7 separate regions of the Mus musculus genome follow, and all the other regions are linked to region 1. Evidence: chromatin contacts called from public HiChIP or PLAC-seq and promoter capture Hi-C data. All regions are on one chromosome and are shown on one strand. Each heading gives the region's core, a stretch centred on a gene start, on an enhancer-like site or on the middle of the called end of the contact. The rest is flanking DNA. Distances are from core to core; before and after follow the strand shown.

Evidence for each region. Promoter capture Hi-C pulls out the DNA fragments that hold promoters and counts their contacts. HiChIP or PLAC-seq counts read pairs in DNA pulled down with a chosen protein or histone mark.
Region 2: an H3K27ac HiChIP or PLAC-seq map of thymic regulatory T cells shows a contact between it and region 1, with 9 times the contacts expected there. The contact joins the promoter of Atp5md here to the promoter of Ndufb8 in region 1. A contact is called at or near these places in 3 of 39 promoter capture datasets (the 3T3-L1 cell line, liver and pre-B cells), 1 of 115 datasets of contacts at active chromatin or transcription factors (thymic regulatory T cells) and 1 of 9 other capture datasets (liver).
Region 3: a contact with region 1 is called in a promoter capture Hi-C map of pre-B cells, with 2.3 times the contacts expected there. The contact joins the promoter of Borcs7 here to the promoter of Ndufb8 in region 1. A contact is called at or near these places in 2 of 39 promoter capture datasets (liver and pre-B cells).
Region 4: a contact with region 1 is called in a promoter capture Hi-C map of the 3T3-L1 cell line, with 5 times the contacts expected there. The contact joins the promoter of Nt5c2 here to the promoter of Ndufb8 in region 1. A contact is called at or near these places in 2 of 39 promoter capture datasets (the 3T3-L1 cell line and pre-B cells).
Region 5: a promoter capture Hi-C map of pre-B cells shows a contact between it and region 1, with 3 times the contacts expected there. The contact joins the promoter of Pi4k2a here to the promoter of Ndufb8 in region 1. A contact is called at or near these places in 6 of 39 promoter capture datasets (cranial neural crest, frontonasal cranial neural crest, hippocampal neurons and 2 more), 1 of 484 Hi-C or Micro-C datasets (B cells) and 1 of 9 other capture datasets (liver).
Region 6: a promoter capture Hi-C map of pre-B cells shows a contact between it and region 1, with 2.8 times the contacts expected there. The contact joins the promoter of Wbp1l here to the promoter of Ndufb8 in region 1. A contact is called at or near these places in 2 of 39 promoter capture datasets (embryonic stem cells and pre-B cells).
Region 7: a contact with region 1 is called in a promoter capture Hi-C map of liver, with 3 times the contacts expected there. The contact joins the promoter of Avpi1 here to the promoter of Ndufb8 in region 1. A contact is called at or near these places in 2 of 39 promoter capture datasets (the 3T3-L1 cell line and liver).

What each region holds. Positions count from the first base shown.
Region 1 is chr19:44,553,909-44,557,196 of GRCm38.p6, reverse strand. Ndufb8 (NADH:ubiquinone oxidoreductase subunit B8) reads left to right here and starts at 1,755. Exons shown (of 5, transcript NM_026061.3): 1 at 1,755-1,880; 2 at 2,140-2,266. The coding sequence starts at 1,796.
Region 2 is chr19:47,088,963-47,091,942 of GRCm38.p6, reverse strand. It overlaps Atp5md (ATP synthase membrane subunit DAPIT), which reads left to right and starts at 1,296. Exons shown (of 4, transcript NM_023211.5): 1 at 1,296-1,370. It overlaps Pdcd11 (programmed cell death 11), which reads right to left and starts at 1,177. Exons shown (of 36, transcript NM_011053.2): 1 at 1,076-1,177.
Region 3 is chr19:46,688,383-46,691,708 of GRCm38.p6, reverse strand. It overlaps Borcs7 (BLOC-1 related complex subunit 7), which reads right to left and starts at 1,803. Exons shown (of 5, transcript NM_025563.3): 1 at 1,624-1,803. The coding sequence starts at 1,761.
Region 4 is chr19:46,960,854-46,963,978 of GRCm38.p6, reverse strand. Nt5c2 (5'-nucleotidase, cytosolic II) reads left to right here and starts at 1,671. Exons shown (of 18, transcript NM_029810.5): 1 at 1,671-1,707.
Region 5 is chr19:42,089,122-42,092,479 of GRCm38.p6, reverse strand. It overlaps Pi4k2a (phosphatidylinositol 4-kinase type 2 alpha), which reads right to left and starts at 2,045. Exons shown (of 9, transcript NM_145501.2): 1 at 1,544-2,045. The coding sequence starts at 1,978.
Region 6 is chr19:46,597,142-46,600,556 of GRCm38.p6, reverse strand. Wbp1l (WW domain binding protein 1 like) reads right to left here and starts at 1,451. Exons shown (of 5, transcript NM_001177812.1): 1 at 1,264-1,451. The coding sequence starts at 1,353.
Region 7 is chr19:42,127,423-42,130,796 of GRCm38.p6, reverse strand. Avpi1 (arginine vasopressin-induced 1) reads left to right here and starts at 1,804. Exons shown (of 3, transcript NM_027106.4): 1 at 1,804-1,926.

The sequences.
Region 1 (3,288 bases), core at 506-3,005:
CAACATTTAATTGGGGCTAGCTTACAGGTTCAGAGGTTCAGTCCAGTATCATCAAGGCAGAAACATGGCAGCCTCTAGGCAGGCATGGTGCAGGAGAAGCTGAGAGTTCTACATCTTCATCTGAAAGCTGCTAGCAGAATACTGGCTTCCAGGCAGCTAGGATGAGGGTCTTATAGCCACACCCACAATGACACACCTACTCCAACAGGGCCACACCTTCTAATCATGCCACTCCTTGGGCCAAGCATATACACACCATCACATACTGCTTAGGCAAAAACATAGAAACAGAAAGTAGATTAGTGTTTGCCAATGTGTGGAAGTAGAGGAATATGCTAATTGGTATGAGATTTCTCTGGGGCAGTGATGAAATGTTTTAGATCTAGATAGAAGTAATAGTCACACACGTTTGTAATATACACTTAAAAATCATTATACACTTCTCCCCCACCCCACCCCCGCCACAGTCTCACATAGCCCAGATATGCCTTAGACTCATTATGTAGCCCAGGCTGGCCTTAACTCCTGATTTTTTTTTTTTTTGTCTTCATTTCTCAAGTGTTGACTTTACAAAAGGCATATACCATCACATAAGAGTACACTGTGGGGCTGGAGAGATGTCTCGGGGGTTAAGAGTACTGGCTGTTCTTCCAGAGGACAGAGGATCCAGGACCAGCGTTCAATTCCCAGCACCTGAATGAAGGCCAACAATCCACGGTAACTGTGGATTCTTTGAAACTCCAGTTCCAGGGGGATCTGCTGCCCTTTGGTCTCCTCCACTACCACATGCATGTGGAGTGCAAACACACATGTGGGCAAAACACCCATACATATAATTTTCTTCTTAAAAAAGAATATGCTATGTTCTATATAAACAATATAAAAAAAAAACAAATGAATAACCTATACCAACATTGCTTTTAAGCAACATGAGATCAGGGTTTGCTATTAGTTAAATGCAGATGCTGTCAAATTAATTCTGATGATGTCTAATGATACTACAAGAGGATAAAATGCACTGCAGTAGGCCTCCCCAAATCTATATGTTGAATAGTACACGCCTGTGTTTGTCGATCTGGTATACATTTGAGAAGGGATTCTATTACAGTAATTGTGTCTAAAGAGTTGATGGAAATACGTGCATACTCAAAATGTGTAATATATCCAAACCCTACTTGTACAAATAAAACGAAAACTTAATAGTATGCAAACATGTCTCCCAGTCTGTGTTAAGAGTTTGTTAATTATGGTCTTTCTGTTTGAAATCTGTTTTTTTTTTTCCTGAAAAATGGGAGGTTTGGGGCTGGGTCAGGCGAGCCGCCTCCAGTAATCGGCTTGGTTTTTGTATTTGTTGGGTTGAGGTGATTGAGACATTTAGATGAACTGAGACAACTTTGAGTATATAAGGAAAGAGATTTGGAGAAAGGATCAAACAAAACCAAGAGCTAAATGTGAAAAAGGACTGTGTGTGAGGACAGAAGGCTGGTTTTACTTTGCACAGCGGTCTGAGATATTCGGCTGGCGCAGCCCCGAAAGGGCCTCAGTCGGTTGAAGGCGAAAAGGAATACAGTAACTTGCAATATCAAGTAAGCAGTAGCTTTGTTTTCTCTCCTTGCTGTCTGTCCTGGCACCTCATCAGCCGCTCACCGTCCAGGCTCTACAGCATATTTAAATAAAGCCCGCCCAGCTTGATGCCGGGACTTCTGCGCTGGCTTCGGAGATCGCCGTTTGGCCCGACTCAGCCACCGTGACCCGCTTTTGCGCATGTGCAGAGTGAACCGCGGAGAAGGTGAAGATGGCTGCCGCCCGGGCTGCGGCCCTGGGAGTCCGATGGCTGCAGAGGACAACCCGGGGCGTGGTGCCACTGGAGGCACGGAGAGGTCTGCACGGTGTGGGAAGCGGGTGCCTGAAGTTTACTGCTTCGGGATGGAGGCATCCTTGGGACGGTGGCGGAGGTGTCCTGGCTGGGGGTAAGGGGTGGGAGGTCGCGGTGGATTCGTGTGCCCAAAGAAGGGATACAGGGTTGCTGTAGTCCGGCAAGGTGCGAAACGACAGCCTCTGCAGTCACTGCGGCTTAGTCCTTTCTGGGTGGGCGCCTAAAGCACCGTGTCCATCTGACCTGCATCCCTCTGCGTCCAGCCTTCCATATGACCAAGGACATGTTGCCGGGGTCATATCCTAGGACCCCAGAGGAACGCGCCGCGGCCGCCAAGAAGTATAACATGCGAGTGGAAGACTACGAGCCATACCCCGATGATGGCATGGGGTGAGTGAGGTAGAGGACTCGGGTCAGGAGCGGTGAAGGCGGTTGGATTGGGTGGTGCGACCCAGGCGTTTTCTCCCGGATCCTTGTAGTGACCCCTCAGAGTCATTAGTGCGGGTGCTTTTCTAGGTTGGGGGAGGTGGGAGTGGGTGGCTGAGCCGCTGCAGCCGAGAAGACTTCCATTTTTTTTGCTTGGCTCAGGCTGTTTGCTCAAATGAGGAAGCCGAGGTTATCATAGCTCCCTCGAGGACTCCAGAATAGTGAGATTCTTCCATGGCTCCATCCAGAGCACTGCGTTTCATTTAGATTGAGCATCTGCTGGGCTCAGGTGCTGACCAGGCGGGAGCTGGACCCCTGTCCTGAGAACCTTGCTGAGGTTGGGGTACTCTATATTTGTGTATGTCTGGCTTTTTTGGGGGAGGGGGTTGTTTGTTTGTTTTTTGCCATTAGGCATATGAAAATGTCACTGATGGTTAAGCAGATTACACTCCATGTCAGCCTTCATTCTTCAGTTGGTGTTAGTCCCTTCTGGCCCTCTATCTATCCCCTGTAACAAAGTTAATTATGAATAGTGGTTAAACATCATCGTCACTTCCTGTGTTAGCATTTTTCTTTTCTTTTTATTTTCCAATCATTTTTTTGACACGTGTCCAGTTTCCATTGTCTGTTTTTTACTTTGTTGTGGACTAGAACAGCCTGGGCAGTAGTCTGTATAAGGTGACCTTGGATTTTTAGGGGGGAAAACCAAGTTAAGGGAGACCTCCAAGGAGGTGTTTGAAGCATGAGGGTATACATCAACTTGTGGTTAAGAAACATAGTAGCTATGGAGAAGAAAAGCCTTTTCTAATGTGTACCTATTTTGTTTTATCCAACCAATATGGGTGTAGTTGATTGCTAAATTCCCTTTAGTTCTGAGTTGTGTGACTTTTCTTTGTAAGAGAAGATAAGGCCATATTGTTTCAGGATTTGACATAACCTCTAACTATATTTTGGACCTCTTTGGTTCTGTGCTTAGTGCTAAGACA
Region 2 (2,980 bases), core at 47-2,546, 2.5 Mb before region 1:
TTTCAGACAAGACAGGACTCCATAATGAGACCCTGTCTCAAAAATAACTATAATAATAGTAAATAGAAATATGATGGTAGACAATGCTAAAAACAACAACAACAACAACAACAACAGAGAAACAAGAAAAAGTTTGCCAGGCGTGATGACACATGCCTTTAATCCCAGCACTTTGGGAGGCAGAGGCAGGCGGATTTCTGAGTTCGAGGCCAGCCTGGTCTACAAAGTGAGTTCCAGGACAGCCAGAGCTATACAGAGAAACTATGTCTCAAAAAAAAAAAAAAAAAAAGAAAGAAAGAAAGAAAGAAAAAGTTTATTTCTCAAAATACACCAACCAGTTGCCTGTCAAACAACTCTTCAAAGGCTTTCTAAAAAGCTGAATTATTCAATTAAGCTACAGGGAAAATAAAGCATGGTAACAACTTATATTTTAGAAAATAATTTGGCTCTTTGGTGAAAGATACTTAAAAAATTAATAGTTTGCGTTTACTTGGTACTTCAGAGCCATGGGGAACGTGACAAAATAATGGAGAATATTCCTCAGTCTACAGATTGGACAGAAGTGAAAGCCAGTGTAAGGATTTAAACGATGCACATCAGGGAAACCATGAGAACCAAGACGAGGTATAAATGAAGACGCAGGGCAGCCTGGTTGGTTCTGGGATACCTAGGAAGAAAACTTTAGTAGCCGAGTGAGACTGTGAAAGGGACGACGAACGAAAAATGTAAGGTTTGTTCTGTTATGGGTGCATGCTTCGTAGAAACAGTATAGCTCACAAGGTCTACTTCGCTGGGACTCTATAGTTCCCATTATAGACCCGATGAGACCGAGGCACCAAACAGTCTGGCGATCACGTAGAGAAGGCACTTAAGGTACCTGCAGAGGACAGCATGGCTTGCATGAACTGCTAGCTCCGAGGGGATTGAGGGAATAAGACCTCCCATCCCAAGCCAACTGTGCTTAGCACGAAACCCGGAGACCCAGGCCAGGAAGCCGAGGTGACAGGCATGAAGTCTCCTCCCTCCACGCCGAAGCTCCCGTGTCATCAGCCCCAAGGCTCCCACCGCCGCATACCTCACGGAGCGTCTCAACGCAATCGCACGCGCAGAACAGGGAGCCGACAGCTCCACGCGACTCGTCCACGAGCGTAGGTAAGACCAGGGCTACTTCCGTTCTGACGTCGGGTCTGACGCCGGCTGAAACGGGAAGTAGAAGGGCGGGACTTGGCGTTTATAGCCAATCCACGCCGAGGGCCGAGTCGTCGCGGCCTGTCGGTCGCGTGCGGGGAGGGGGCGTCTTCCGGTCGGGCCGAGCTCGTCGCTAGGTTTGTTGAAGGACATCGGCCGCCGAGTTTGGGGTTCGGACGAAGGTGGGTGAGAAAGCGCTCTTGGCTGCTCGGTCCGGTGATTGAGCTTTGTAGGGCCGACTAGAGTCTGGCCGTTTTTCCAGCCCCGGAACAGCGCGAGGTTTTCTTTTTGCGGGGAGACGCTGGGGAATGGGAAAGGCGCTGGAGAAAATGAGGGTCAGGGCCCCATGGCGGATCTAGGAAGCCTCAGCACCGCGAGTGACGAGCGCCCCAGGGCTCGCACGGTTAGCGGAGAGCCTTATGCCCCACTTCCCAGTGTGGATTGGGAGTGAGGCCGGTCGAGAGGGGAGCTCCCCAAGGTCATCCATCCAGTGGATGTTGAGAGAGGACTCTGGATTTTGACCCCATCTCTGGCAGAGTTCGTGTGTCTTGGCCTCTATGGCCATAGCGATTTGTTTCCTCCGAGCTGCGATCGGGAAACCAGGTCTCCTTTACCTGCGCCGTGGCCTTTGTCAAAACCAGAGTAAACGTGGAATGGCCCTGCGGTTCTCCAGGCCTGGGCTCTAAAAACGGATTAGATTTTGTATCCCAGCGGTTCTGAACCTGTGGATCATGATCGCTTTGACAAGCCTCTATCTCCAAAAATATTTATTTACATTACGAGACTCCTAGCCGTAGCAAAATTACAGCTGTGAAGGAGCAACGGAATAATTTTATTGGGGGAGGGGGAAGAGAGGTTTCACCACAACAGAAGGAAGGTCGCAGCATTAGGAAGGTTGAGAGTCACTGCCGTGTTTGATCAGTGCAAGGGTTTCCACAGAGGCTGTTTGCTGCTTGTGGTCCTTTGACTTTCATCTTCCTTATACCTGGTGATGGCACTACTCCAGATAGGTGCCCATAAGACGGGAATAGCTGTATCCAGGAGCCTGTTACAAAGCAAGGGCAGCTGCTCACCCCAAGACTTTAATGAAATGCCCATTTCACATGGAAAGGCTGGTGGTATTTAATAGTAGTTATTGGATTATTTAGAAACAGAAGCAAAACCTGTCAGCTTAGACTTTGTAGCAGGCTGCTGTTCAACAGTAGTACATTTTTTTAAAAAATACTAACTCACAGGCTCACAATTATTAGTCTTTGGTGATTTTTTTCCACTACCAAATGGCTCTAAGCTTGCACATGACTGCAAGGACAGGACATTTTAGTTTTATTTGTTCCTATTGCCAGGTGTGAATGGCTTGTCCCTCTAGTCCCAACACTGTTGGGCAGATCTCTGTAATTTCAAGGCCAGCCTAATCTATGTAGTGAGTACAGGCATCTGGGGCTACAGACTGAGATAAATAAAATAAAATAAAAATTCCATACAGGGCATTGTTAACAATATTAACTGTTAAAAAAGGTCATTGTCCTAAAACAATATGCAGTTTGTTGGAAGGTGCTTTAAGCCTTAATATCACCTTTGCTTGCCATGTGGTGGTGCCACACACATTTACTCCCAGAACGCAAGGCCAGCTTAGGTCTACAGAGTGAATTAATCCTGTCTCTCCATGACAGTGACGGCAAAGACATCACCATCGACACCACTTAGATGGAAATCTAAGCTTCCTTTAAAACCCCAGTTCCCGTACCTTCCCTTTGTTCTGCAGTCAGAATGAGTTGTCTTTGGAATACATCAT
Region 3 (3,326 bases), core at 554-3,053, 2.1 Mb before region 1:
AAAAAAAAAGTTTAATTGCATTTATTTACTTAATCTGTGGAGGAGAGAAAAGGATGTGTGTACCATGGCTTCCACACTTGTGGAAGCTTGATGATAACTTTTCAAAGTTTGGTTTTTTTTTTCTTTCCACCATATGGGTCCCAGTTTCGGACAGAAACTTGGATGGTCCAGCTTGGTAGCACACACTTTGTCTTGCTGAGCTATTTTGCTGGCCCCAAACCCACCTTTAAAAAGTTTAAGCCTATTTATAGCATTTCTTCCCCCAATTTGTTTATCTAGAAGAATGTGTGTGCACATTTGTATGATGTATGCAACATTTTACATACACATACACTTTCTACAAAAGAAACAGAATCTAGAAATAGCAAAAAAAAAAAAAAAAAAAAAAAGAAAGGAAAGTCAACTTGACTGCCAACAAAAAACGACCCAGGAACTCTGTGCAACCATGATAAAGTGTCAAATGGTGAAACCATGATTTGCATAATTTATATCTGCAAAAAAAAAAGCAATATAACAATTCTTTAATTTCTTCAAACTTTCCCCTGACACAGATTCCTAAAAGCAACGTGTCAGATGGGACCACATGCAAAACATGTCACCAGAGATCATCAGGTCAGCAATGTCAACAGCTGTTATACAGTAAGGGCGAGCACTTCTTGTAATGGGATTTTTATTTTGTTTTGCAGCCACTGTCAGTGAAAGCCAGCTCTTGCTACACTGCAGGTTTAAAGTAATATAAGTCAGATGTTGTGAACATCCATGCACAGATCCAAAGGCCTGAGAACATAGTGTGTCATTATTGCAACTACATAGGAAAGCAGGTGCCGTTCCTATGAAAACTAAGTTGGAAACGGTAACCACTTGCCGAAGGGTTACTAAGGTAGGGGTTACTAAGGAAGGTGAAATTGGAAGTTTTCTAAGCAGTCCCTTCTGTATCCCAGGTCTCTTGAGAGCTCAGACTAAGGTGTGCCCATTAGGCACCGCCATACGTTTAATTTTCCATTAGTAAATACATACCAAAGACGAGGTCATTGCATCTCATATGCCCGTTTACCTGTCCATGAGCGTGTGAGTTGTCTCATGAGGAAAAGTGTATGAACATGTACGTGTCTTTGTGTGGGCACACGGTTTCTCTAGGGCAGATAACGACCTCAACAAGCAGCGTGTACGTGTCATCAAATCATTCCATTCATAGAATCGGATGGAGGATGGAGAAAGGGGGAGGAGATGGTAGGGCAAAAGAAAAAGCTTGTCTAGGAAACAGTGAAGAGCTTGGCCAGAAATATAAAGAATAAACCCACAAAGAGAGAGGTGTAAGAAATCTTGGAAGTTGAGGCCATCGCCAAGCCGAGATTCGAAAAGCGACTGATGTTCACTACAGACGCCCATGAACACAAACAGGCACTGTGTAGGAGCCGCAGCTCATCTGCCCGCCTGTGCTTCTCCCCTTCCCACCCATCATCTCTTCCAACTACAAGCATTCAACCTAAACTGAAGAAACTCACCCAGAATGCAACACGCGCCTGGGCCAAAAGCCTACACTCCCCAGGATGCAATGCGCCGCCTCTCCCGGAGCCAGCGCTGGGAGGAGGACTGGGCCCGGGGAGCCCACGCCCCGCTCACCTCGGAGCTCCGCGAGCCTTTCAGCACCTGCTTGGTGAGCGCGATTACATCGGTGCCACAGGTGTTCACCTTCTCCGTGAGAAGCCCCTTCACGGACTGACCAAATCGGGCTTGCGAATCCGGCGTCCCAGTCGCCATCACCTCAACTAGCGATCACCCGCAGCCGGACGACGGCGAGTCCCTGGGGCCAAAAGAGACGCAACCGTCCAATCGTGCGAAGAGGAAGGACCGCATGCGCTTAGCTCAAACTGCTTACTAAAATTACTTAAAATGTTCAGTTGATGGACATGGAAGGAGGATACCGTTTAGGCAGGCTACCCTGGAGGGGATAGAATATAATTTAGGTGAATCTCTAGTTTAGAGTCAGAAGATCTGGATAGCATCCCAAGGAGTGATGTGGCTACAAATTACTCAACCCCTGTGTCTTCTGTTATCTGTTTTAGGGCCAGCACTGCGTTACCTAGGCACATTAATACAACTCTGTCAGAAGTTCAGGGTCTTTCTTGGCTGTATAGCAAGTGGAGGCCGACCTGTGATACATGAGACCACATCTATAAAATAAAATATCTATAAAATAAAATAGAGACCCTGTTCAATTCTAACATATTTTATTGAAATTAGCAAAGGGCACAGGCCAAAGAAAATGAAATTCAAATGACTAAGGTAAAGAAATGTCAACATCATTAAATTCTGTGTGTGTGTGCGTATGTGTTTTCAAGACAGGGTTTCTCTGTGTAGTCCTGACTGTAGACTAGGCTGGCCTCAAACTCACGGAGATCCATCTATGTGTGCCACCACCACCTGGCTTTTTTTTTTTTTTTTAATCATTAGTAGTTTGTATTTATGAATAGCCTTTTAATTAAAACTCTGCTTATAATTACTTTGGAAGCAAGTCCTACTATGATGTTAGGTCCCTGGAGTATACCCTTTGAAGGGATATTGTGATCCTGGTCCCTTTTTGTCTCTCTTTCCATCCCGACCTTGGAGTGAACAACCCTCCACCACATGGTGCACTGTGGTGCCATAATCCCAAAGCAATGGAGTCAAATGATGTACACTGGGACCTCTGAAAGAAGTGGATAGCAATAGGAACTTGAAAATCCTAAATTGAGAGTCTGTAGAGGTTGGTTAAAAAAAAAAAGTTCATCCAAGAAAATTCTTGGGCTGGAGGATGGCTCACTGACTGCACTTCCAGAGGTCCTGAGTTCAATTCCCAGCAACCACATGGTGGCTCACAACCATCTGTAATGGGATCTGATGTCCTCTTCTGGTGCATCTGAAGGCAGCTACCGTGTACTCACCTAAATAAAATAAATAAATCTTTAAAAAAGAGGAAAAAGAAAAAAAATTCAAACAAAATTTTACTGTAGGTCAGCTCTGCTTTCTGTACATTTGTTTACTTATAGTTTATTTCTTATTTTTATTTTATTTATAAGTATGTGCCTGCCTATCTGTTTGTGTACCATGTGGACGCGTGTGCCTTTGAAGGCCAGAAGAGGGTGTTTGATCTGTGCAATCAAAGTTACAGACCTATGTGAGCTCTCCAGTGTGGGTGCAAGAAAGTGAACCCAGGACCTCTAGAAGAGCTGTCAGTGCTCTTAACCACTGAGTCATGTCTCCATCTTCAATTTTTTACTTTTATTTATTTATGTTCAAAACAGAGTCTCTCTATGTAGCCCTGGCTATCCTGGAACTCACTCTCT
Region 4 (3,125 bases), core at 422-2,921, 2.4 Mb before region 1:
ACAGAACTGGGCATTTATTTACTTATTTTGAGACAGGGTCTTATTTGGTAGCCCTGGCTGGCCCAGAACTTGCTCTGTAGATCAGGCTGGCCCTGAATTCAGAGATCCACCTGCCTCTGCCTCCTGAGAGGAATTCAAGGTAAGCTTTAACCACTCCAGGCCTACCTACAAAACCAGGCTTTCTAGAAACATACTTGGCTTAAAGGTGGTATTAAGCTAACTGCAAACTGGCTTACATGCCATTTTTCCCATGTTGAAAAGCCTAATAGGTGAAAAGCCTAATAGGGGCTTATCCTCAGCTGACCTAGGCAGGGTGAAAGGCACAGGAGGGTAAGTAGAAGCTGTTAGCAGAGCCCTCCTGTTTTCAAAAACACCCTGTGGTTCAGGTTGACTGCAAGTGTAATGAGTCAGTAGTATGTCTGCCAAGAACTTTCTTCTCTTTTTCATTTTCTTCTCCTTCCTCCTCTTTCTTCCTTGTTCCCCCCCCCCCCCTCACCATTGCTTCCTCTCCCTTTTTTCTTTCTTTCATTATGTTGCTCAGGTTAACTTCAAATTCTGGGCTCACGTAATCCTCTTGCCTTAGTCCTAGCATCTCCAGAAGCTAGGACTCCCGGCAAGCTACCATACTTAGTGTTCACTGAGAACTTTACTGCACAAATGCAAGGCGCTGTTACAAAGTGGAAGCCATAGTCCTCCTTGATTATGATGGTACTACAAAACTTGGCTTAGTCTTGGATGATACCATCTAAAGGAAATCAAAATCAAATCAGCCAAATGCCTGAGAGAAAGACAAAGATCCTCAGAATTAGGACAGAGGAAAAACAATGGGAGGGATCAAATATCCCCAACTCGGGAAGATCTTGGGCAAAGTCCAAGGTCGAAGAACCAGTAGATCAGTTGCTTTTCCGAGGCTCCCAGGACTAGAATTTGGTCTTTGCGATGAATTCCAGAGCTGCCCAGACTAAGGAATGCAGTGTTCTGGACATAGTGGGTGGGCTGTCTTGTAGTGAAGTACGGTAACGGGTGTCAGTGTATTCAACTACTATTTATTGTTTGCTAGGATCCAGAACTAAGCCTGGAGTCTGTATTGTTTCATTCTATCAATAATATCTCGGATAAATCAACTGTGTGTAGTCAGGTTCCTTGGTTGGTTCCCTGGGTAAGTAGTGAAACTAGGATTTGAACTCATTCTGATAAACCCCAAAGCTGGTCCCTATGATTATCATGGAGTTGAGTTCAAGGTCTTCCAGGGAGACCCTCTGGTTCGTTTGTCTAGGAGTAAGCTGCTAGGAGTAAGGGACACACTCTTCCCACCTTAGGGAAAGCCTCTCGCAGAGTAGGCGTGGTCACCTAAGGTAGGGGCGGGGCAGCCAGGAGTGTGCTGAGGGGAGCAGGCAAAAAGCCAAGAGGTGGTTATTCCTAGGAAATGGATAGGTTGTTAACGTGCATCACCCTCGGAGTTTAGCAGCTCTGGGAGTTCTGTGGTGGGAAGTTCCCCGAGCCCTGTGAGGGGCCCTGAGACAGGACCGCCCGCCAGGGAGCATCGCCGCGGCCGGCTTCTGCGGCGGAGCCCGGGTAAGGAACAGAGCGCCGGTCCCTGGCCGGGCGCGAGCTGGGGGCGGTGCCGGGGCGGCGGGGGCGGGGAGGGCGCGCGCCGAGGCGGCTGCGGCAGTTGCGCGCTAGGATTGCTGCCGTGCGGTGCGGCCGGTGAGTGCGGCGGCACCCGCGGCGGGCGGGAGGGGGCTTGGAGCGGGCGGGCGGCGAGCGAGCAGGCTGGGGAGGATGCGCGGCCCAGCGCGCGACCCAGCGGCCCCCGCCGTCCGCCCGGCGTCCCTTTCCTCAGGGCTCCCTACCCCGGCCCAGATCTGCCCGCGCGCCCGCGGCCTCAGCGCCCCGGCGTGGCGCACGCCCCCGGCCCGGGCGCCCCCGGCCCGCCGCAGCCCCTTCCCCGCGCGGCGGCGACGCCCCCGGCCCACGTCATGCTCGCGCCATTGTTTCCCAGCGTCCGCTAGCTGGGACCCCGCCTTTCTCGCGGAGTGGGCGGGCAGGCGCCGCTCTCGGTTCCCCTGGTCTCTCTGGGCTGGCAGCCTGGCCTCAGTTCTCGTGAGGCGGGTGCGGGGCTCCCCTCATGGGCTGCGAGCCTGGCAGGGTTTGGATCTGCCCGCGGAATGGCCCACGAGCCAGTTTTGTGGTGCGCAGTACTTCCTGGAAAGCTCACATCAATTGCAAGTCTCGCCTAAAGACGTTTGGAGGCGGTTTGTCCCTCGCCTTTTTTTTTCTGGGGCCCCCGAAGCCCTGCAGGGCGAGATGCAGAAGTGGGGCCTGTTACAAGAACAGCGTTTTGAGCGGTTGGCTTTGCCTGGCCGCAGCCTTTAAAAGCATTAGATGAAGGTTTGTGTCGGATTTGTTTCACAGCCTCGGTAGTCGAGGGCTGTGCTCTAATAGAGCACTCTGAAATGACTAGTCACTCAACACGGTTGCGTGTTCCCCACCACTTCTCTGCGCCCCCCCCCCCCCCGCACATTGTTTCATAATGACCGTAGACCTATAATTTTTCTTAAGGGATGCAAATTCCTTTGGCCGTCATGTGTAGGGGGAGGATGTTAAAACGGTGCCATTTATCGTAGACGTAGTGAGTACAGAAAGACTTCAGGTCTTTCACATAGTCACCTTAGCATTTTCCATCAATGGCTAAGAATGTAAGAGAAGACATCAGGGCTTAGAGGTTCAGTTTAACAAACCAGCTGGTTAAAAATTGCAATAAAATCGTTGCGGGTGCTCGTAGTGGCAAGGTGGTTATGCTGGGCTGTTGATACAAGGATTGATGCTTCCCGGCTTGCTTCCGAAGAGCATTTCCATTACAATATGAACCTGTTTGTAGGCCTCGAACAGGCTCTGTACCCTAGTGGCCTCGAACTTGGGATCTTTCTCTTCCAGGTCCCTAACAGATATTAATAGGCTTGTTCCACCATGCCTGAGCTTGAAAAACTGGTTTAAGCTTCACTCTTACCAAAAAAATGAACAAAAAGCCAAATTCAGTACTATTGGTTGTTGCATTATTCTCAGCCAGCATTAATCTGTAAAATAAGATGCCCTTCAAGGTTCTGTCGTATGAAACAGTACAG
Region 5 (3,358 bases), core at 796-3,295, 2.5 Mb after region 1:
CCGGCACTCGGGAGGCAGAGGCAGGCGGATTTCTGAGTTCGAGGCCAGCCTGGTCTACAAAGTGAATTCCAGGACAGCCAGGGCTATACAGAGAAACCCTGTCTCAAAAAACAAAACAAAACAGAACAAAAAAAAAAGTTTTAAAATGAAAAAATAAGATAAACAAAGAGTCCACACGGTACCCTGGAGGTTCAGGCAGGAGGAATGTGAGTTGAAGCCAACCTGGGCTACAGTGAAATGAGACAGGGTGCCTCTAGGTAGCTCCGACTGCCCTAGATCTCGTTCTGTAGATTAGGCTGGCCTCCAATTAACAAAGAACCCCCAGCTTCTGATTGCTGGGATTAAAGGCTTGGTCCACACCTGCTAATTTTTAAGGTTGCGCTTTTGGTTTTGTTTTTAAATTCACACACACACAAATGCAAGAGACCAGCTGCCCAGTGGTGGCACATGCCTTTAATCTCAGCACTGGGAAGGTACAGGCAGGCTGATCAAGGCCAGCCAGGTCTACAGAGTGAATTCCAGAGACAACTAGGGCTACAGAGAGAAACGGTGTGTGTGTGGGGGGGGGGGGGGCGATATATGGAGAGGGAAGGGAGGGAATTTTGATACAACTTTAACACCCATAATTTTAATACATATAAAAATAGTAAATTTTTAAAATGAACCATTTGGCACATCTGACAACATCAACAAGAAAGAGCTGACATATCTTGACCTACTAATCCTCTAATAGCTCTGGTCTGATCTGTGTCCAAAGTTTTAAATTCTTATGAAGTCTCAAATGGATAAAGGTCACTTCTTCGCTGCCTCAGTCACCTCATGCCCCACATTATCCTGCTTCCACACCCCCCCAGTACAAAAGCAGGCGACAGAATTAAGGTCAGCAAAACTGCCCTAGCTAAGTAAACTGCTAATATAGAACTGAAGGAAAAATTAAAGGGCAGGAGACAGTTTCGTGTTTTTAAAGCTCCACACTCTGACACTGAGGAACCATAAGCAACGATATGAACCTTTTCCCAGAAGTGAGCAATAATCAGGACAGATGACACTGACGAATCCACCCACGCTGTCACCAATGACTGCTAATAAGAAACCTGGGATCCCTACAAAGACAGCCCCACAACACAAGAGGGAATTAAATCCTCTGAGTCCGTGATGGGTCGACACACAGCTTTGGGCCAAACTAAAATAAATAAATAAAAGGTGAAAGAGAATAGGTCTAAAACCCTGAATCTGGAGGCAATGACTAGCTACTTGTCCCAGTAGTTTGAAGCTAAGGGACCGACTGGAAAGCAGCTTGGGTCAGGACTTTTCTGCCCCGTATCTGGTCAATTTCCTCTTTTCTCTTTTCGCTCACGCCTTCCCCTGCAAAAAGGTTCTGATTGATTTCTTCATCCCGCGAGGTTTCTCCACTTCCAGTCCCCAGAAGCATCCCCAATCTCGCCGGGGGCTGGCGCTGAAGTTTCTTTTCTGCACCCTTTCGATTCCCCCTTTCCCCGGTCCCAGGGCGCCGCCCCCGCTGCGCCCGCACCCCCGCGCTCACCCCCTGAGAGTCCTTGACGAAGTAGCTTCCACTGGAGCCCTGGTAGATGCGCTCGGGATAGATGCTGCACTCGATGGCAACCTCGGCCTGCCGCACCACCACCTCGAACTCGGGGTCCTCCGGGAAGTCGTTCCGCTCGCGGTGGGTCTGAACGGCGTGCGCCGCCACGGCCGCTTGGGCGGCCAGGGCCTGGGCCTGCACCGCCACCGTGTGGGTCTGGCCCTGCGCCGCCGCGCCCCGGGCCCGGTCCAGCAGGGGCTGCCGCTCCCGGTCGTGGCCGGGCGAGCACGGCGGTGACGGGCCGGAGCCGGCCGCCGCCGCCACGCGGACCGCGCCCCCCGGTACTTGCGGAAAGTGAGCTCCGGAGCCCGACGGGAAGGTGTACTCCGGGGGTTGGGCCCGCTCGGGGGACACTAGCGGGCTCGTCTCGTCCATCCCTCAGGCCGCCGGCTCGGGGACCCGGCGCGCTCCACACCAGCGAGCTCGCGGCCGTGACCAATCCGCGGCACTCCCCCACCTCCCGCTTGGCCAACCAGGGAGCCGCGCCTCCGTAGCTCCGCCCCTAGCCTGTCCTGTTTACTTGGCGACGCGTAGGCACGGCCCCTCGCGCTTGTGTAGTGGCCAATCAGAACCTGCGCCTACGCAATCGCGGCCTCCTTAGCTTTCGCGTCACCTTCTGTGGAGACCGCGCATGCTCGAGACAAACCCGGGTTAGGTACGCCCTCTGCCCTTAGCCCGCCCCAGCTTCCAATTGGCAGACAGATCTTCGGAAGCTTTTCCGATAGCTGCTTCCTTGCTAACTTATTGACTGGCTACGCTGAGCTGACTGTGAAACTGCAAAATGTCATTTTTGTGTCACTAAGCACCAGCTATGGACAAAGAATTGAAACGACAACAATGACATAGGTCACTTGTGCTATCGCAATAAGTTAAAAAAAAAAAATCCTAGTACCTCAGCCGGGCGGATGCCTTTAAACCTTTAAACCTTGCACTTGGAAGTCAGAGGCAGGTAGATCTGTTTCTTTGAGTTTGCGGCCATAGTGAGTTCCAGGACGGCCAAGATTACACAGAGAAACCCTGTCTCGAAAAACCAAAAGTAAATAATAAATGTCAGTCTTCATGCAGTTTACATAGTATGCTTTGCTCATATACTATGTAAATCTGATCATTGAGGAAAGCTTTGGTCCCTTGAGAATAAATTAGTCCGTGACTTTATTCACCTGAATGTCTAGACACAGTTGGTCCTCGTTTTCATTAATAAAAGGAAGAAGCTTTGTCCTCACTCTGTATAAGCACCACCGGAGACAGATATAAAGCTAACAATATTAGCTGAAAGTTCGCAATAGTTCATAGACTTGAGAACGTGAGAAAAGGCCGTATACAGGGTCTGTACCAAGAGCCAGCTGCTAAAGGAAGTAGCTGAATTGCAAGGGGAGAAGGGAAGAAAAGGCATACCATGCACAGGGAGCATTGCCAAAGTGAAGGAGGAAGAAGGCTAAAGCCTATTTAGGACACCCTGCTTGGCTGAGGAAAAGCAGAGCTAAACACTAAAGGCCTAGTGAGCCAGCAGAGGGCACGTGACATCCGGAAGCTTCAGAGGGCAGAGCTTGCAGGAGTGCAATGTAGAGCGCATCCACTCTAAACCTAGAGACAGAACAGAGGCTGCAGGCATGGAGGAACAGCTAAGGCACTTGCTGCTCTTACACCGGAACCGGAACCGGAACCGGAACCGGAACCAGTTCCCAGCACTCATATCAGGTGGGCCACAAAAACCTCTAAGCCTTGCTCTAGGGAATCTGACACCCTCCTTTAAGC
Region 6 (3,415 bases), core at 202-2,701, 2.0 Mb before region 1:
CTGTTGGTTTTGTTCTGTGACTTTCAGCTCACTTGAAAAAAAAAAAATCTTATCAAATCACAGAGCTCGGCAGAGGATCAAGAGTTCAAGCCCTGCCTGACCTACATTGCAAGATCCTGTCTCAAACAAAACAAAACTCAATTATTTTGGGGTTTTGGGTGTTTTTCTTGTTTTGTTTCTTGAAGAGGATATTCGGGAGAAAAATAAGATACGTATGTGAAAGGGCTGCCCTTGAGCTCTAAGGGGAAAGGTAAGAATTCTGCTAACAATTTCTGCTCTTCAGCGTGATGTGACGTGCTAAGCTGCACAGGCTGTCCCTGTGCCTGTGGAAAACAGACAATGATGGGAAGAAAGGGGAGAAACCAAAGGAAACGATAGAAGCTTTGCCAGATTTAACAGGGGAGGGGTGATTCCCCCTACAGCACCCCACCCAATCTGGCACCAAGAGTAACGCTTCAATTAGGGTTTCGAAACGCCAGCCCAAGCTAGAATCAGCATAAGCAGGCATCTCGGCCCTGGACTCAGGAAGAGCAAGCCACCCAGCAAGAAAAGCTAGGGTGCTCCACTTGCTGCCGATATTGGCATCGGAACCACCCTCTGCTCAAAAGCCCTGAGCTGGCTCGCTCGGATCAGCACTAGTGACTTCTTCCCAGGACAGCTAGCCTAACAGCACGGTTTTCTCACACTCAAATGTGCCCCTCCTCCTGAGGGGTTACTACTTCATCCCTACTATCTCCCAAGAACCTTACCTCCAGCAACAGCCCACCAACGTACTATGCCTTACAGCATTAAAAATAAGAGTCAGGATGCCCTCAGAACTTTTCCTTTGTCCAGCCTGAAATAAATACCATGCTGAGCCCTCCTCCCTCTGGGGCCAGTGCAGTAACCTGGGATCCCAGCACACACTGGTGTGCACACAGTCTCTGGCTCCGGACTCTACTGCGGAGCAGAAATAGGGCCCACGGGCGCCAGTGTGCGGCGATCTCCGCGAAGAGTCCTCCAGAGCACCTACCATAACTACCCTCTCAAAGGACCCTCAAGTCGCCTGGCACCATTGCCTCTGCCACCTTCTTGACATCCAACTCGTCACAGGTGTCCCTCAGCTAAACATCAACACCCCCACCCTTCACCTGGTCCACCTTAGCCATGGGCTTCCCTCCCGAAAACACTCAACTCCTTGCAAACAAACCTCTTTGAGACCCCCCTCCAACCAGGCCTCGACCGCCCCAGACCCCCAAGCTAGCCCAGAAGCCCTCCCCTTACCTGCGGGGGCTCAGCCCTCACTGACAGGGGGCTGGGCAGCGCCTGGAGGAGCAGGAGCGCCATGCCACCCAGGAGCCTTCTCCTCTCCATCCCCCTCCTGCTCCTGCTCCTCCGCCACGGCGCCGCCACCCCTCCTCCTCCCTCTCTTCTTCCCTCTGCTTCCTCCTTCCCTTCTTTTCCTGTTTCGCTCTGCCCTCCCGCTTCCGGCTCGGCTCCACCCCGCCCCAGGCAAAGGGCCCGCCCAGATGCAGGGGAGGGTCTCCAGCTCCCGCGCCTCATTGGCTCCTACTTTCTGTCCATTGGTCAAAAGAACTGTGAGTCAAATACCAGTCCCAGCCACCCTCGTGCTAGGTGATTTGGCCAATGAAAAGTGGGAGGAAGCTGGGCCATCTTGAATGCTGCGAGGTGCAGAAAAGTGCAGAGCGCCCCGCCCCGCAGAGAGTGGCGGAAGTAACAGGAGCTAGGGACACGACCACCCGGATGCATTGAAAAGGTTTACAGTATTTCAGTCATTTTGAGTGTGGCGGAAATGTTATGTTCCCACAGTTAAGTGGAGGTAAAAGAAAGAAAGAAAAAAAAAAGTGGTGAGGTATAATGATTCTAAAGCGTGCTTCCAACTGCAGTCTATAAGCCTTTGGTGCTTTTTGTATTAAAATAAGTAGAGGTAAAAGAAAGAAAGAAAAAAAAGTAGTGAGATATAATGATTCTAAAGCGTGCTTCCAACTGCAGTCTATAAGCCTTTGGTGCTTTTTGTATTAAATTACAGGAAGCCCTATTATCAGGATCCTTTTTCCAAGCTCACTACCCAAGCAGCAGCTTTGAGTCATTTGAGTCCCCTATTAAATAGCACCTCTCTTAGCGATAGTGCTCTGCTACCCCCAAGTTTCAAGGACAAAACTCTTCAGACCCTACTCAGAAATAGCTCTGAGACCCACCAATCATTGCTTCATCCATGTTATCTTCCGGCTAAATGAAAATGGCTTCCCTTTGCCCCTCCACACACCGCAAGGACAATACTAGTCCACACAAACCCACACATCACCATGTAGCTGCTTCAATTTGAGAATTCTTGTCCAACAGGGCAGGAGGATGTATCACTCTGTGGTAAATGGCTTGCATGGGCAAGGCCCTGAGTTCAGACCCTGGTATGGGCCATAAGGAACAGAGAAAGGGAAGAGATAGAGGGAGGAAGAGAGGGAAAAAGAAAGAAAAAATTACACTTCAATTAGTTACAGGATGTACTTGGCTAGTTTTTGATGTAGGGTCTCTTCCTGTTGTCCATACAAGCCAGAAACTAGGTAACTCAGGCTGTCCTCAAAGTTGTGTTAGTAGTTCCCATGCAAAGCCCTCCTGCTCATTATAACTGCTGTTCAACACCTTACAGGCCAACTCAACTAAATGGATAAGGGTTTGGCAGCGGGTGGGGGTGTGGCTGCTGCCGAACCGACCTTGGCTTTCTAGGAGGGACAGTGAAAGTGTTCTGGATTACAGTAGTGACAACTGTAGCACTTTGTGACTGGACTGAACGTTACTAAACCATACAATTTAAAGGGCTGGATTTGGCTAGGTGTGGAGGTGCATAGCTGTAATCTCAGCACTCACGACTGCATAGCCTGAGCTTCATCGAAAGGAAAATACCAATTTCATGCTGTCTGAGTTCCATTTTACTGTCTAAGTGGGTGTGGGGTTAAATCACAGCTGGGATCTCGGCACTCGAAGTCCTTTGGTACAACTGTGTGGTGTCAGATGAATGCTGGCAGCGTTATATCCTCGGGCTCCATCTCAGACCTACAGAACCGGAAGCTGGGATGAGCCTTTCCACCTGTTTTCACAACATCTTCGGATGACCATAGTGCACATTTTCCCCCTTTGAGGCAGGGCTGGAATATACTATGTAGAGCAGGGTAGACTCAGACTCATGAAGATCCAGCTGCCTCTGCTTCCAAAGTGCTGGGATTGATGGCATGTCCCATAGGCCTAGTATCTATTTCTAAAAGTCACAGTTGCGGGATAGGGGAGGCGTGTTAAAAGTCTACGGGACACATGCACAGCTTCTATCACATATTCTAGGTTTTCTTTTAATAGCCCATTAAGAAACGTAAAAATAAATTTTTGTTCCTAAGTGCACAAAAAAGAAAAAAACCAAACAAAC
Region 7 (3,374 bases), core at 555-3,054, 2.4 Mb after region 1:
ACGAAGCTGATGGAACATTTTGAAGTTTCTCTTTACGTGTATTTTTTGCTTGAGTATATATGCACCGGGTGTGTGCTTGGTACCCTCAGAGACAGAGAGGGGCATCAGATCCTCTGAAGCTGGAGTTACAGAAGCTTGTGAGCTGCCCTGTGGGTGCTGGTTAAGTGCTCCTTAACCACTGAGCCTTCCCTCCAGCCCCCTTCATCTCCTCCCTACCTGGGAGTTTTATAGAAGAGAAACTAAACTTAGAAGGTCAGCTTTGACGTGAGGGAAGTCAGGAAAACTTTCTGCTTGCACCTGCTGCCCAGACAGGCATCCCTCCGGACATTTCTGGACAGGAGCACAAGCCCCGGATGAAGGAAATCAACATCCCTCCAGGTTGACAGCTGGACCTGGTGGTACAGCTCTATTATGCCAGCACTCAAGAGGCTGAGCCAGGAGGATGGAAATTCCAGGCCAGTCTGAACTACAAAGTAAAACCCATCTCAGTGAAACAGAAAGGCAGCCGGACAGATAGACAGACAAGAAGTGGCACACAGTAGCTCAGGGACGGAGCATTTTCTCAGCATGCTCACAGCAGTGAAGAACTAAAAAAGAGCCTCACAGATCCCCTGCAGTCATTTGTCCTTTCCAACCCGGCTTCCTTGGAACTGGTGAGACCTTCTGAAAATGCAAATTTAGTGCCACGCCACGGTTGTTGTTGTTGGTGGTGGGGAATAAATTAACCCTTGTAAAGGGCTGACCACATTATAGTCACTCTGTAAAGACTTGTAAAGACCGCAGAATGCCTATTCATAAGTACAAATCACTCTATTTCCTTGCTTATAGAGCCTCAGAGGGGCAAATGCAAACGTCACTGCCTACCTACATCCTCCCACCATGGCTACCTTGCTATTTATAGCGGATCTCCAGGCCTTATTTTATCCCTCTGGAGAAAAGCCGTCCTGGCTCCAGCGTGCTTTCTTCCCTCTCTTCCTTTATTCTGCCCAGGCCCATTCTTCCTCGTTCTAAAAACGTTAGCTCCTTTCTTTACTGGTTATGCTCCTTCTTGTGGCTTCCAGGACCTCTCAAAGATGCTTCCTTCCTCTTTACCTTCTTTCAACTTCATGTGATCATGATTGTAGTCACATACCAAGTGGTGGTTCAGTGTTAGCCTCTGTCGCTAGGCTGTTAACTACCTCAAGGTAAGGGTTGCAGTTCTCTTACAGCCCGTCAAGGAAACTGAACTGGAAAGGGTCTCAGTGAAAGATGTCCAAAGAGCTGTTAAGTTCTCCTTAGGTAACCAAACTGGCACAGTCGCTACAAGATTTGTAAATCATTCTGAATGCAGGCCCAGGAGGCCCGGGAGGTGAAGGGAGTTTTAGGAACTGTAGGTTATGAGGATCTTAACAGTGAAACCCTACGCCACGTGCGTTGGACTCGACCCAGAGAAAAGGGGCACTTGTCACGTGTACCCTGCAGGGCCCGCGGTCTCCAGCCGCACCCCGTGTCAGGAATGCGACCCCGCCCCGCCTGCGTGCCCGCAAAGCAGAGCCCGCCCCTGGGACTGACGTCAATCAAGGGGGCGCCTCCAGGCGTGGGGAGGGCAGGTGAGCTGGGAGGATGGGGAGGACCCGGAGGACACGCCCCTCGCCGATACTCCCTAGATGATTGGACTCAAGGAATCTCCGCACTGGGTTTGGAGGCGGGCACGGGAAAAGGGAGGGATAAGGCACGCCCCTCCCCCCTGCAGCAGCTGATTGGTCCGCGAAGGCTCCGCGTTCGATTTGGCGAAGTTGGCTCGGCTTCTCGCTCTAAGGCTGTGACCGAGGATTGGCTGTTGAAGGGGCTCGGAGCACTTTCTCTGAGGAACTGTGGCCGTGATCCAGGTGGCCCGGCCAGGCTCCCGGCTGCGTTCCGCCTGCCTCGGGCAGCTAAGGCAACCAGGTAGGTAGGCCACGGTCCGGCTCAGCTGTGCGTGGGAGCGCGCGGGCCGACGGTCGCAGCTGGGAATCCGCTGGGTCTCACATCCTAGATCCACTTAGGGGCTTCTCTCTGTCAGTCGCCACCTTTGAGCCCTGGGGCTCACTGTGGTGGGGATGTCGTCCTGTAACTTCGGCCAAGATATCCTCTCTCAATCTCTTAGCCAGCCAGTCACCTCCGCTTGGCCTTTGTGATCACTTTCAGGGCAGGAGCCCAGAGCTGCGCTCGCCCTTTTCCCAAAGCCCGAGAGAGGTTACAGTAGGCGTCTTGGCCGCCGGATCCCGATTGGGGTCTCCTGGAACTGGCAATAGGTTGACCCGACACCGATCTAACTTCCCAGAGGGCTCTACTCTAGCTCCGCTTGCTCTAAGTCCAGCGAAGAGGCTGGCGTGGGAATCCTGTCTGCGAATCAGTGGCGACCTCCAAAACCCCCAGACGAAGATGGCACGGTCTTAGAGGTTTCAGAACCTTCTGCCCCCACGTTTCTTTTGACCACCTTCTCAGCCACCTGGAAAGAATGAAAGTAACACTGGTAAGGCGCCCAGGTCTGACCACCTGGTTAATAGCCTAAGATCACCTACCAGCCTTGTGGAGTTGAGCAAGTCACCACTTCAAGAGGTCAGCTTTTTCATCTGGAAAATGTGTTTAACAATAGTGCCCGCTAACAGGGGATTAGGATGCCACCTGACAGGAGGACCAAAAGGTCCTCAAAAGTGCTCTTCTTGCTTGACGCAGCAAGCTTCCTTCTATGTAGCCATGGTTTTAAAAGTGCACAGATGAGCCTGTCTTTGAAGCCCTCTGAGTAGTTTGTACGTCAGTGCTAAATTAACCACGGCCATGGTTCTATATAGTCTTGTTAATAGCTTTCTCTTCGCATCATTTTTCATTCAACCAATGTACAATGTTGAGTGTCCACAGTAGGCCAGGTACTAGGATGGTCATTCATATTTCATCTCTGTACCCAGTGAGGATTTTCCCTCTCACTATTTTGATTGATGAACAAAGCAAAGGAAAAGTGACTTGTCCAAGGTCACTCAGTGGTCAGCGTCACTGCCACCTTAGGGGTTTTGAATTCTTTCAAAAGGATCTTTTCCTTGCTCTGTTAGTTCATTTTTCAAGTCATGCCTGAAAATGGGTCTGGAGTAGGGGCCCAGTTTCTTTCTTCACTTCCAAGGCAGAGAAGCGTCGAGTTAAGAGCTCTATAGTATGTCCTTCCTTTAATGCCCAATTCAAAAGATGTTGAACTTTGCCATCCTCAGTATTTACTCTGGGGGTTCATTCTGACGCTCTAGGGTCCATTTGTAGTGTTTTGCGACAAGTCCTTACTTGCTTGGTCTGTGCACGGATCCGAGCTTATCTTCTATGTCGGCTCTAGAAGGAAAGCTCTGTCTGTAATCTTAACGGCCCCATGC